Linked DNA regions of Mus musculus: region 1 is linked to region 2. Evidence: chromatin contacts called from public HiChIP or PLAC-seq data. All regions are on one chromosome and are shown on one strand. The core of a region is the stretch at or near the end of the contact, and the rest is flanking DNA. Distances in the headings are between cores, read along the strand shown. Region 1 has its middle 52 kb from the start of Gm40340. Region 2 has its middle 400 kb from the start of Gm36528.

What was found. HiChIP or PLAC-seq counts read pairs in DNA pulled down with a chosen protein or histone mark.
Region 1: a contact with region 2 is called in an H3K4me3 HiChIP or PLAC-seq map of embryonic limb bud, with 7 times the contacts expected there. The contact joins two enhancer-like sites. A contact is called at or near these places in 1 of 484 Hi-C or Micro-C datasets (cerebral cortex), 3 of 115 datasets of contacts at active chromatin or transcription factors (embryonic basal ganglia, embryonic limb bud and embryonic stem cells) and 1 of 9 other capture datasets (embryonic stem cells).

Annotation. Positions count from the first base shown.
Region 1 is chr5:133,995,423-134,001,799 of GRCm38.p6, forward strand. No RefSeq gene overlaps it. Among named protein-coding and RNA genes, the nearest start is that of Gm40340, 52 kb to the right of the region's middle. Within about 2 kb of position 4,544, at least 14 of the 459 cell types and tissues checked have an H3K27ac peak or open chromatin away from gene starts, as enhancers often do. A contact at or near this core is called in embryonic limb bud, where this site is marked.
Region 2 is chr5:133,152,640-133,158,888 of GRCm38.p6, forward strand. No RefSeq gene overlaps it. Among named protein-coding and RNA genes, the nearest start is that of Gm36528, 400 kb to the left of the region's middle. Within about 2 kb of position 4,187, at least 18 of the 459 cell types and tissues checked have an H3K27ac peak or open chromatin away from gene starts, as enhancers often do. A contact at or near this core is called in embryonic limb bud, where this site is marked.

The sequences.
Region 1 (6,377 bases), core at 3,294-5,793, 840 kb after region 2:
ACAAATATTTTTTAAACAAAACATAAGAGTTATTATAGACCCACACCTCTAATCAAACACATACAAGACATCCATAGAAAGATCAAGAGTTTGAAACTAACCGAGACTACCTTAAAAATAATAATATATTATTATTATTAAATGTCAAAAAATCTCTGGGGACTGGAATGTTGGAACAGTGGGCAAAGTGCCTGTCACACAACCGTGAGAACTTGAGTTTGGATCCCCAGAACACACATACAAAGCCTAGCATTGTGGCTCTTGCCCATGACCCCAACACTGTTTGGAGAAGGTAAAAATAGATCTCTGTGAGCTCTTTGGTTACCTTTGCCTGATGAATGAGCTTCTAGTTCTGTAAGAGAGCCTGCCTCAAAAAATAAAGTGGGGAGCTATTGAGGAAGATACCTTAAGTTGATCTCTATGAAAGTGTTCTCACGTGTACCCACACATGCATGCACACACACATGTGCACTTACATGCATATACCCCCCAATGTTGTAATTTGCTTTTCTGTTGCTGTGATAAACACCATTACCAAAAACAACTTGGAGGAATAAAAGGATTTACTTCATCTTATCTTCCAGGCCATCCTCCATCATTGAAGGAAGTCAGGTCAAGAACCTGGACGAAGGAACCATGGAGGAATGTGTTGGTCTCACTCCCTCCCCCACACCCCCCCACACCCCGCCTCACCAGCTCAAGCTTAGCAAGCCTTCTTATATACCAGAGCCCCACCTGCCTAGGAATGGGATGATGCTCCAACAGTTGGCTGGGCTCTCCCACATGAATAGCCCAGTCTTGCCTAAGCAATTCTCCAATTGAGTACCCAGATGACTCTAAACTGTGTTGAGTTGATAAATAAATAAATAAATAAATCTAGCCAGCAAAACCATTAATAAACACTATTCATGCACACACACACACACACACACACACACACACACACACACACATTCTATACCATGCAGACACACACACACACCAGTTCAAAACCCAACTCATGTATTTAAAATGTAGTCGGTTTCATAATATTAGAAAGCACTGTTTTTCTCTACATCTCATTTTTCTATATTTCCCAAAGACACAGAAGTCAGTACACACGATCCTTGTATAAACAAAGAAGTAAGGAAGGCTGCAGAGAAAGACCTCATCAATACACAATGTTGTGAGATGTCCATAGGCTGCTAGTTCTGACGTAACCTCGTTCTTAGTCATTAATCAGATTGAGTCCCAACAGGTGAAATGACTTGCCTCGAACCAGTTCACCTGAAACATAATGAAAATAATTATTTTATTTTAGATTTGTGAAACACTTTTTCATTCACTCATGATTCATCTTGGAATAAGGACCCTTTTTTACCCTTTTTATTCTAAGGGGAGATGTTCGGAGGGCACTGGGATGGAGCTCACATCACTGTGGGTGGGTGACTTTGATAAGTCTTTTTCACCAGGCCCAGTGTCTGGTTTTCGTTTGAGTCTGTGGAGGGGTGGCTGATACGTATGTGGGGTGGAGGGGTGGGTGCCGTGGCGTGAGTGAGACAGTGTTCAAGAATTAGTTCTTCCCTTCCTGTTTGTTTTTTTGAGGCAGGACCTCTCTTGTCTCTGCTGCATACTCCTGATTCGCTGGCCCATTAGCTTCTGGGCAATTCTCCTGTCTCTGTCTCCCATCTTACCAGAGGAATGCTGGGATTGCAGATGGTTCCACTGCATGCAGCTTTTCTTTTACAGGTCCCAGAGCTCAAATTCAGGCCATCTGCCTTGTACGACTAACAAACAGTTTTACCCACTGAACCATCTAACCAGCCATAAGACGCCTGATTTGCAGAGAGGAATATATGTGTGCCCATATACTGTGAGAAATCTTCCCTGGGGAAGATACAAACCGTGTCCACCCTTTCCCCACAAGGCCCCAGTGATCAACAAAGTAAAATTCCACCAGCATTTGCCCCAAGGAACCAAGGGCTTTACTCGGCTTACTGACAGTGCATGGGATAGGCATGTGGAAGACTTCAAAGCAGCCACAATGGAAAGTCTTCGCCTAGTATGGATAGCCTCAACTTTAATTAATCTTCCCCAAACTATATATCCAAGCACCTCCAGAGGCCCAAGGCTACATACAGTTAGAGCAGAATTACATACAAATGGCTGGCGGATGCCCTTAGAATCTGAGGTGACGGTCCAATGACCCAGCCCACACCCTTTTCAATAGCCTTGGGTATAGAAGAGAACAGCCGGGTATACCTATAGAAGGTATAGCTATAGCCTTTATAGCCACCCTTCTCAACCTTCCTAATGCTGCAACCCATTAATGCAGTTCCTCATGTTGTGATGACCCCCAAGCATAGTTATTTTCATTGCTACTTCATAACTGTAGTTTTAGGGGATCTGATACCTTCTTCTGACCTCTGTAGGTACCAGGTATGGAAGTGCGGGATAGACATGCATGTGGCAAAACACTCCAAAATATCTCTCTGTCTCTCTGAAGGGTCAGGGTGTGCACAACTTCATGTGTGTGAGTGAAGGTATATATATTTGCAACTCATTAATCTTAATATAAATATGTGTTTTCCAATGGTCTTAGGTGACCCCTATGAAAAGGTCATTTGATGCCCCCCCCCCAAGGGATCACAACCGAAAGGTTGAGAACCACTGTTCTACAGACTATCAACAGCCATCGGGTGAGATCTGGATGGCTTCTTGCAAGCAGGAACAGCTGACCCAGTGAAGATGGTGGCTCTTTTGATCAGAGAACCCTGCTCCATAACACCAAACCTTACCAGTCTTGATGGTTCTAATGAGTTTCCCCGTAAGAATCATTTTAGAGAATTCTAAGCATTGCAGGCTCCCGCTATGGAATGGCTCTCATGGTCATGATCACCAGAGGAGTGTGAATATGGGAACGCAAGCTCAGGTGGACTTTCACATGATCGCACTGTTATCCTTTAGAGGTGAGATGCACAAAAAGGCTCATGTATCTGGAGATATTGGGTCCCCAGATAGTGGCTGCTGAACATTGAGGAGGAAGAGTGTCACCAAGGTAAGTGGGTCATTGAGGATAAGTCTTCAGGTTCCCTCTCCCTGCCCCACTTCCTGTCTGTCCTAACTAGAGGTGCATTCTAAGTGGGCACCTCAAATCCTTGACGCCATGACTTCTCCACCATGAACTGCGCCCTCAAACTGTGAGCCACAGTAGACTTTTCCTTTCTTTTTTTTTAAACTTTCACTGTATGTGTATGAGTGTTTTTGCCACATGAATGTCTATCCCACACTTCCATACCTGGTACCTACAGAGGTCAGAAGAAGGTTTCAGATCCCCTAAAATTAGGTTTACAGATGGTTGTAAGCAACTATAGAGGTGGTAGGAATCAAACCCAGGTCTTCTGGGAGAACAGAGAGTGCTGTTAACCACTGAGTCGTCTCTCCAGTCCCAAACTTTCATTTCTTGAATTGCTTTTGCCAAGTATTTTGTCATAACAATTTTAAAAAACAACAACTAATACAATGGGTATGACGAGCCTGAGGCATCTTTCCAAAATATCTGTGTTTGTGTCTGTGTCTCTGTCTGTGTCTCTGTCTCTGTCTGTGTCTCTGTCTCTGTCTGTGTCTGTGTCTCTGTCTGTGTCTGTGTCTCTGTCTCTGTCTCTGTCTGTGTCTGTGTCTGTGTCTCTGTCTGTGTCTGTGTCTCTGTCTGTGTCTGTGTCTGTGTCTGTGTCTGTGTCTGTGTCTCTGTCTCTGTCTGTGTCTGTGTCTGTGTCTCTGTCTCTGTCTCTGTCTCTGTCTGTGTCTGTGTCTCTGTCTGTGTCTCTGTCTCTGTCTCTGTCTGTGTCTGTGTCTGTGTCTCTGTCTCTGTCTGTGTCTGTCTCTCTCTCTCTCTTCTCTCTTCTCTGTGGAGGGTCAGGGTGTGCATAACTTCTTGTGTATGAGTGAAGGTATAGATATGTGCATTTGCCATGGCACACACGTGGAGGTCAGAGGGCAACCTTGGGTCTTGGTCTTCACCTGCCTCCTTGTTTGAGGCAGGGTCTCTTGTCCACTACTGCATATACCAAGCTAGCTGCCCCACAAGCATACAGGCACTCTCCTGCCTCTAGCTCCCATTTCCCCCTAGAAGCACTGGAATAAAAGGTATACTCTGTTGCTTCTGGCTCTAAGTGTGTTCTCTGTGTCTGAACTGAAGTCCTCCCTCTTGAATGGTAGATGCTTTATTCACTGAGCCATCTTCTCAATTCTTCCTTGAGGCTGAGTATCTTCAAATCACTCAAACCCAAAGTCAACCCAGCTATGGACCACAGGCCCCAGCTCACTCCCTGCTTACAGCATAATTACCTTCTGTCGCTTCCACACATCTGTCAAGAGCACACACACACAGACACACACACACACACACACACACACACCCGTAGCAGCAGAGAGATTGCTAGTTTTGACTTTTTTTTTTTTTAATAAAGATATGTTTTCAATAGCCCCCTCCTCTCCATGAAAAGGAATCTGGTTGGAGAGTCTGCCCTGCAGATGGCCAGGGTCAGATGCAAAACAGCTTGAGTTCTGCATTTGATGGCCAGCAAGGAAGAAAAACAAAGCTCTCTGAAGGGGCCCGCCTGCCTTCCACGCATTCCTTGTGCCAAAATTCAAGATGTGCACGATGCTGCCTTTCAATAATGTTCAGTGGGTTATGCTCCAAAATCTTTGAAGTTTCTCTGATGGTAAAAACGTTTTCTTAAGTTATTGGCCTGTTCTATTTTTTTTTTAAGCAAACTATAAGAGCCTTATGATCTTCAGTTTCACAGCTCATAAATATTTGTGCAGAGGCAGTAGCCAGACCCCTTCAGGGCTTTGCCCTGTTTGGAAGAGGGAAAAAAAAAATCAAAGCAGAGAGCCAGGTGGGCGTTGCAGCCTCGGAGACCCTTTTGTCAAACTGAGGACAAAGCCACTCTTCCAGTGACAGGAAGGCCTGATTCATCAGAGAACCAGGAGGGCATGGAAAACTTCTTAGCAGATCTCCTACACTCCTCCTATGCACAAAAACACTGTCCCACATTCAGAGGTACTGGTAATCTTTCTCACAAGCTTTATCTGACCTACAGCCCAGTAGGGGAGGAGGGAGGACAGGTGTGGGGCGTGTGGGTAGGTGTGAGTGCCCACATGTGAATGTCAAAGCACAAAAACATGTATGCGTGTATGTGGAGACCAAAGGTTGACATCCTTCTGTCTTAATCAATCTCCACCTTATGTTTTGAGCCAGATGTCTCACTGAATCTGAAACTCATCTCTTCACCCAGACTGGCTGGATCACAAGCCCTGCAGAGGATTGTCCTATCTCTGTTCCCCTCCCTTCCCTCCGCCCCATAAACTGCTCAGCCATGCCTGGCTTTTACCCAGGTGCTAGGAACCTGAACTCAGGCCCTCGGGCATGAACAGCATCTAGAGTCAATCTTTCAAGGGCTTCCTCTGCCACTGAATTCGATGTGAGAGTCAGAGAGAACTGAGTTCAAATCCCACCTCTTTTGTTGAATGATGGCTGATGCCTTTTGGAGGAGGCAATAATGAAAATTAAAATAAAAAGAGGAAACATATGAAGTTCCACGCAGGGCACATAAGTGACATTTCATCATCACCTGAAGTCGTGTTCAACCCACAGCCCGTTGGCCACGTGTGGCCCAGAGCAGATATGAATGTGCTCCTACCTAAAATCATATGCTTACTTAAAACTAGATTTTATGTATGTGTGTGAATTATTATTATGATGAACATCACCATCATATTTTTGTAACTCTACTGCACAGTTGTCAAGGGTGAACTTTATAGATGGCAATGCGGCTGGGAGGCTAAAGGCTGGACACACCTGCAAGTGCTTCCACTCACACACCTGGAGAGAGCTGGGGCTCAACTGCATTTCCTGAAGGATGCTCCCTCTGTGCTTAAATGTCACCCTGACCTGTTTGTGTGTGTGTGCCCACGCGCGTGCGCAAAAATACACATTTGGAGAAAGGTGCCTTAGTTATTATGCATTAACATGTACTCTGTTGCTCCTGTTACCCCCAGCCCCTCCCCGGGGGATTCTAGGCAGGAGCTCTACCACTGAGCCACACCCCCAGCCCCTCGCTGGAGGATTCTAGGCTGGGGCTCTACCACTGAGCCACGCCCCCAGCCCCTCACTGGGGGATTCTAGGCAGGTGCTCTACCACTGAGCCACGCCCCCAGCCCCTCACTGGAGGATTCTAGGCAGGGGCTCTACCACTGAGCCACGCCCCCAGCCCCTCACTGGGGGATTCTTGGCAAGTATTTATTTTTAATTTTGAGAAAAAGTCTCACAAAGTTGCCCAGGATTGTAGCAGGGAATTAGTTAAAGCACTTTGGCTCCCAGTGGGTCCCACACA
Region 2 (6,249 bases), core at 2,937-5,436:
TGGGTGCTAGGGATTTGAACTCTAGTTCTCCTGCTTGTGCAGCAGGCACTCTTAGCCACAGAGTCAACTCTCTCACCCACTTAAGGTGCTTTGGTTAAATACTTGCCACAGCAACCAGGCAATGAATACACCATGCAACATACCCTTCCTGCTCAGAAGGGGCATTCCTGAAAACTCTAAATGCCTCACTGTAAATTGAACGTCTGGTGTTTTTATTTCAGACACTGAGTCTGTAATGTTTCTTAGTGTGAGTTTAGCCCTGAGAGAAGAGCTTGCTCAGGAGAGGCAATGAGAACTTATCTGTGTCAGAGGGATGGATGACAAAGGCAACATTAGGATATTCCCACTAGTAATAGGGATCGGACTGTAACCCCAGCAAGGATTTTCACCCTGAAATGATGTCTTCAGTTCATCCAGAAAATGTTCTGCACCATTCAATTGCCCATGATAAATAGAAGAAACTAAAAGTGAAAACTACAAGCTCTATGGCCTATGGTTCCATGGCTCCATCCTATGGCAGATGGAGAATAGAAAAAGAAGATGAAAAAAGAGATGTTGACATACATCTCAAAGCTCAAAGCTAGAGGTGCTTGTAGGAGGAGTAAAAAGTCATTTGGTATGATTCATTTGAAATTTCTGGTTTTGTGTGTGTGTGTGTGTGTGTGTGTGTGTGTGTGTGTGTGTGTGACTGTTTGTGTGTAAGTCTGTGTCTTTTTGTGTGTACATGTGTGTGCATGTAGATGTATGCTTGAATGCATGTGTCTGTACATGGATGTGAGTCCTTGTGTGTGAATGTGTGTATAAAGGTTAGAGATCAACAGAAAATGTTATTCCTCAGGAACTGTCCATCTTGGTTTTAAAGATAGGATCTCTCATTGACCTGTAGCCTGCTGTGGCCTTTCTGCCTCCATCTTCCTAGCATTGAGATTATAGCACACTTTACTACACATGGACTGTCTTTCTCTCTTTCTTTCTTTCTTTCTTTCTTTCTTTCTTTCTTTCTTTCTTTCTTTCTTTCTTTCTTTCTGTCTTTCTTTCTTTCCCTTCCTTCCTTCCTTCCTTCCTTCCTTCCTTCCTTCCTTCCTTCCTTCCTTCCTTCCTTCCTTCCTTCCTCCCTCCCTCCCTCCCTCCCCCCTCCTTCCTCTCTCTCTCTCTCTCTCTCTCTCTCTCTCTCTCTCTCTGTCTCTCTCTCTCTCCCTCTCTCTCTCTCTCTCTCCCTCTTTCGGTGGGGATCTCACTTTATATCTCTGGCCACACTCTAACTTTTTATATAAACCAGGTTGGCCTCAAACTTATAGAGACTCACCTGCCTCTGCCTCCTAAGTGTCAGGATTAAAGGCATGCACCACCACAACTGATTGGCTCTTTACAAAATGGGTTTCAGCACTTGGGAGGCAGAAGCAGGCAGATCTCTGTGAATTGAAGGCAGGCCTGGTCTACAGAGTGAGTTTCAGGGCAGCCAGAGCTATGTAGAGAAACCCTGTCTCAATAAAAGAAAAAAAAGGAAAAAAGGTGGAGAGATTAAGGATTGGATGCAGTGCTTTAATAACTGAACCTCTCCCTGGTCCATTAATTTTCTCTCTATACTATAAGAATCATACCATTCACTCCTCTTCCAGTGTTTTGTTTTTGTGAGCTACCTCAGAGGCTCAAGGCTAGCACCATGGTTGATAAGATCATCAGGAAATAGGCCGGGCGTGGTGGTACACACCTTTAATCCCAGCACTCGGAAGGCAGAGGTGGGCAGATTTCTGAGTTCGAGGCCAGCCTGGTCTACAAAGTGAGTTCCAGGACAGCCAGGGCTACACAGAGAAACCCTGTCTCGAAAAGCCAAAAAACAAAACCAAAAAACAAACAAACAAAACAAAACAAAACAACAAAAAAAGATCATTAGGAAGTCAGGGCTCCTACTCAGCTAACTTTAGCATCGTTTTTAGAATTTTTATAGAGTAACATGAGATATGATCCACCTGAATAAGTCATCTTTCAAGAACTTTCCAGAAAGTGCTACTCAGCACATTTCATTGGTAAGAAGCATGCCATATGGTTACCCCTCCAACCCCTGCAAAGAACTCTGGGGGACTTGAGAAGCAGTGGGATCTCAGATGGAAATTAAAAACTTAGGAACTTCTATGCTCTGCTGTGGTGTGCCAAGCAGAAATGTGGTACTCCGTCTTACACTTCTAATCCTTCCTCCTTCATCCTCAAGCAGCCATCCATCCATGTCATCCCACAACAGTGCTTTTCCCGAGCATCTTTCTCTCCATCAATGCTTGCCAACAGCTGCCTTTGTCTTCTAGATGAAGATGTCCCCAACTTGAACTTGCACTTGATCTGACTTGATCTGCCTATGATCTAGGCTTCATCTATGCTCCCATTCTTGCATCTTCTATCGCCACCTTTCATTGAGTTTCACAATAGTGAAGAGCACTATGCACCTTTAAGTTTCTGTTCTTACCTCTGCTTGTTCAGGTAAGGACATTGAAGGTGAGTGAAGGTAAGGTTCTTTTCCCAACTTTTGTTGTTCAGAGTCAAAGAGGTTTGGAAGATACTACCACTCATTCTCAGAATCATGTATCTCTAAGGGGAGCTAGAAAAATAACAGAGCTTCTGATATTTAGTGTGAATTATGGGAGGGGAATCTTTTAGCATTTAATTGACCATTTACTAAGTCCTCTTTTTCCCTGTGATTTTATAACTAAAACTACATAGAAAATGTTCCTTTGTAGCATGAGAGTATTTAGACAGTAGTAGTTGTCTTAAATAATTATATTTGGATCTTTCTTTTCAGGTCATAGATTTTTTTTTCTGGTCCCTGAGGAAGATGGTACAGGACAGTAATTATCACTATAGCATCTGGAGTCTGACTGTCTGGTTTCAAACCCTAGTTCCAGTTTTGTGACCTTGGACTTAACATTTACATTACTCACACCTTAGTTTCCCCATATGCAGCATAAAGATAGGCATTCTCTCTTTTGTGGAATTGGGGAAAAAAATTCAAGGACTTGTGATAGAGCCAGGAATGTAGAAAGAAGCCTACCATGTTAGCCAGAACTATAGGACTTGGTAATCCAGTACTAAGAATGGAACAAGATCCTCTGAGCCAGCCCTACTCTCACCTCCTCAGTGGGGTTCTAGACAGGTTCTCTATCTACCACTGAGCCACAGCTCCAGCCCTTCACTAGGGGATTCTAAGAAGCTGCTCTGCCACTGAACTACACTGCAAGACCCTCACTGGAGTATTCTAGGCAGGGGCTCTACCATTGAGCCACAGCTCCAGCCCCTCACTGGGGGATTCTAGGCAGGTGCTCTACCCCTGAGCCACGCCCCCAGCCTCTCACTGGGGGATTCTAGGCAGGTGCTCTACCACTGAGCCACACCCCAGACCCTCACTGGGGGAGACTAGGCTCTACCACTGAATTATAGCCCTAGCCCTGCCTTTTACATTTTATTTTGAGATAGAGACTCGATCATTTGCTCATACTGACCTTGATCCTACTTCTCCTACTTCACCTGCCTGAGTATCTAGTATTAAATACCTATGTCACTGAACCCCATGGATATCATGCCTTAAATCCCAATAGCCACAGGAAGATTGGAGCAGTTGTATATCCAAGAGTAAGAGTGCTCTGTTGAACAGCTTAGCCAGTCCCCACCACATCTCTTCAGTAGTTCTGTAATGATCTCATTAACTAAGGATGCAGCGGGGCTGTGAACATGTAAAGATGCCTCTCAGAAGCACTCATTAGAGAAAGGGTACATTCTTGTTCTCTGGGGGAATGCTCTGCTTGCTGCTTGACTTTTCTCTGCCAGTTCTGATTGTGACATCAGCATCTGGTATTAGCAGCTCAGCAGGAAAGAAAAAAAATCCCTCTACACTTCCTGAGCCATCCCCAACAAGCCTATTCCTGGTGCACAGGAGGGCTGCAGCTGGGAGGTGATGGAGGGAGCATATGGCTTTAGGGAAGCCCATTTGGTTCACTTAGTAGAGTTCCGTGGCCTGTGAATGTTCAACACATTTTAACATTAAAGTCGTCAAGCAGCTGGCTCCATTCCTGCCTCCTGCGTGTTGGCTGGCTCCAAGATTGGCTGTGTGGAAGAAGAGACATGGGGCATATGATCTCGGGTGAGGCTGACAGACAGGAGGGGAGCAAGGGCCTTTCTGCATGCACAAGCCACTCTGAAGCATCTCAATTCAGGTTTTATGCAAATATCAATGTCTTTTGTGGGAAGCAAGGGAGGCTGTACTCCTTTGAATAGAAGGCAAACTATTTCCTTTCAGTCTCAGGGCTTCTTTGAAGCAGGGAAAGAAATTAGGCTATAAGCCAGGGAAGCCCAGGCCTTTATTGAGGGAGGAAAACACAAGATAGGTTGAGTAGATTGTCTTGCCATGTGAGTGTGAAGATCTGAGTTCAAATCCCAGAATGCACATGAAAACCAGATGCACTAATGCATGTAAGTGATCCTGGAATTCTCCACTGAGATAGGAGGAAGTGAGAGAATTTCAGAAACTCATGGCTAGCTAGTCTGATATACTGGGTAGGAAGCAACAGGAGACTCTGCCTCAAACAAGGTGGAAGATTGGGGCTGACATCTGAGGTTGTCCTCTGTCCTTTTCATGTACACCATAGCATGTATCACCTATATGCACATACTTGAACACACATGACACACACAAAGATTTACGAAAAAGGTAAGTGTTGGAGTGTATTTGAATAGTATGTGCACATGAGAATATAATTGAATCTCTCTGGTTGACAAGGTTTTTGCTAGAAGCCTCATGTATGCTGATCTTTTTATAGACAAGGGACATTGTGAATGTTGATTTAAGACATTGGCTAAGGGCCTGGGGCTACAAGCTATAGCTGTGACTTCCTCATTACTCTTTGTGAGGAACCGGCTGTACAGGGGCTGGTCAAGTCCTTTGGGTTATCAGGAGTCCTGGGTAGAGACAAGGAACACAAGATCATTGCCTAGAAGGATACAAGAAGATTTGATGCCTATGAATCTAAGTTTAGAGATCAGCATACATGAGGTAGAGGGACATGCCATCCAGTGAACATGGCAGGGAAAGGGAAGGAGCTGAAAATTCTCTATAGAATTACTTGTTAGAGGGCTGGAGAGATGGTTCAGTGGTTAAGAGCTTGTCCAGAGTTCAATTCCCAGCAACCACATGGTGGCTTATGACCATCTGTAATGGGATCAGATGTCTCTTTAGGTGTATCTGAAGAGAATGACAGTGCATTCATGTGCATATATTAAATAAATAAATAAATAAATAAATAAATAAATCTTTTTAAAAAGAATTACTAGATTCTGTAATCAGGTTGCCCAAACTTTTGATATTGTTATATGATGTGGTCATCTATAAACTTCATTACAGAAGAAATACACAATTGAGTTACACCCAACCATCAATATCTCACATTGGAAGAGTGAAAGAGACTTCAGTCTTATGAAACACTCATTTCTTTCTTTCTTTTTTCTTTTCATTGCTTTTTTTTTAAACTTAAGGCTAACTGAATCTGCCAGTTCATAATAAAACTAAGAGACTCACTGGAGTCCTCAGTCATGAATCTACATCATATCCCATCAAAACTCAGGTATCATTGAAGAAGAAAGGCAAAAAGATTGTAAGAGTCAGAGACTGAGAAGGACAAAGAGTCAAAGAGTTTTCTGGACATGATAGACCCCTGGTACTCATGAACTCACAGAAGCTGTGGTTGTGGTTGTATGCACAAGACCTATACAAGATCAAATCAGTCACAGTCCAACATGGATGACTAAGGGCTTACAAGCCACACCTAACTGAGGCGATAGTAACCTTTGGTGGGTTCTAGGGGAGGGAAGAGAGAGTTTTCTTTAAAGCTTTGCTCCTGGGGATTTCCACACATGCAGAGGTATATGATTAGCACAAATGGGACCTGGTGAGTTATTTTCAGAAAATAGAAAGAGGACACAAAAGTTGGGATAGACGGAGATGGGTGTGGGTCTAGGAAAAGTTAGTCGGGAGACTAGGAGATAATGAAGATCAAAATACATTGTATGAGATTCTCAAAGAATGTCTAAGGTGCGATACTTTACAAATGTATTCTAAACTAGATGTCAAAGAAAGATAAACCATGGTACCTGTTTATTGTGAAACCATATGGAAATAAAACAATTTTAAGTATGCTTTTTAAAAAAGGGAGAATCTGTCTTGAGATACAAGAAAGATGATGCCCAAGGAATGATACCCAAGGTTAACTT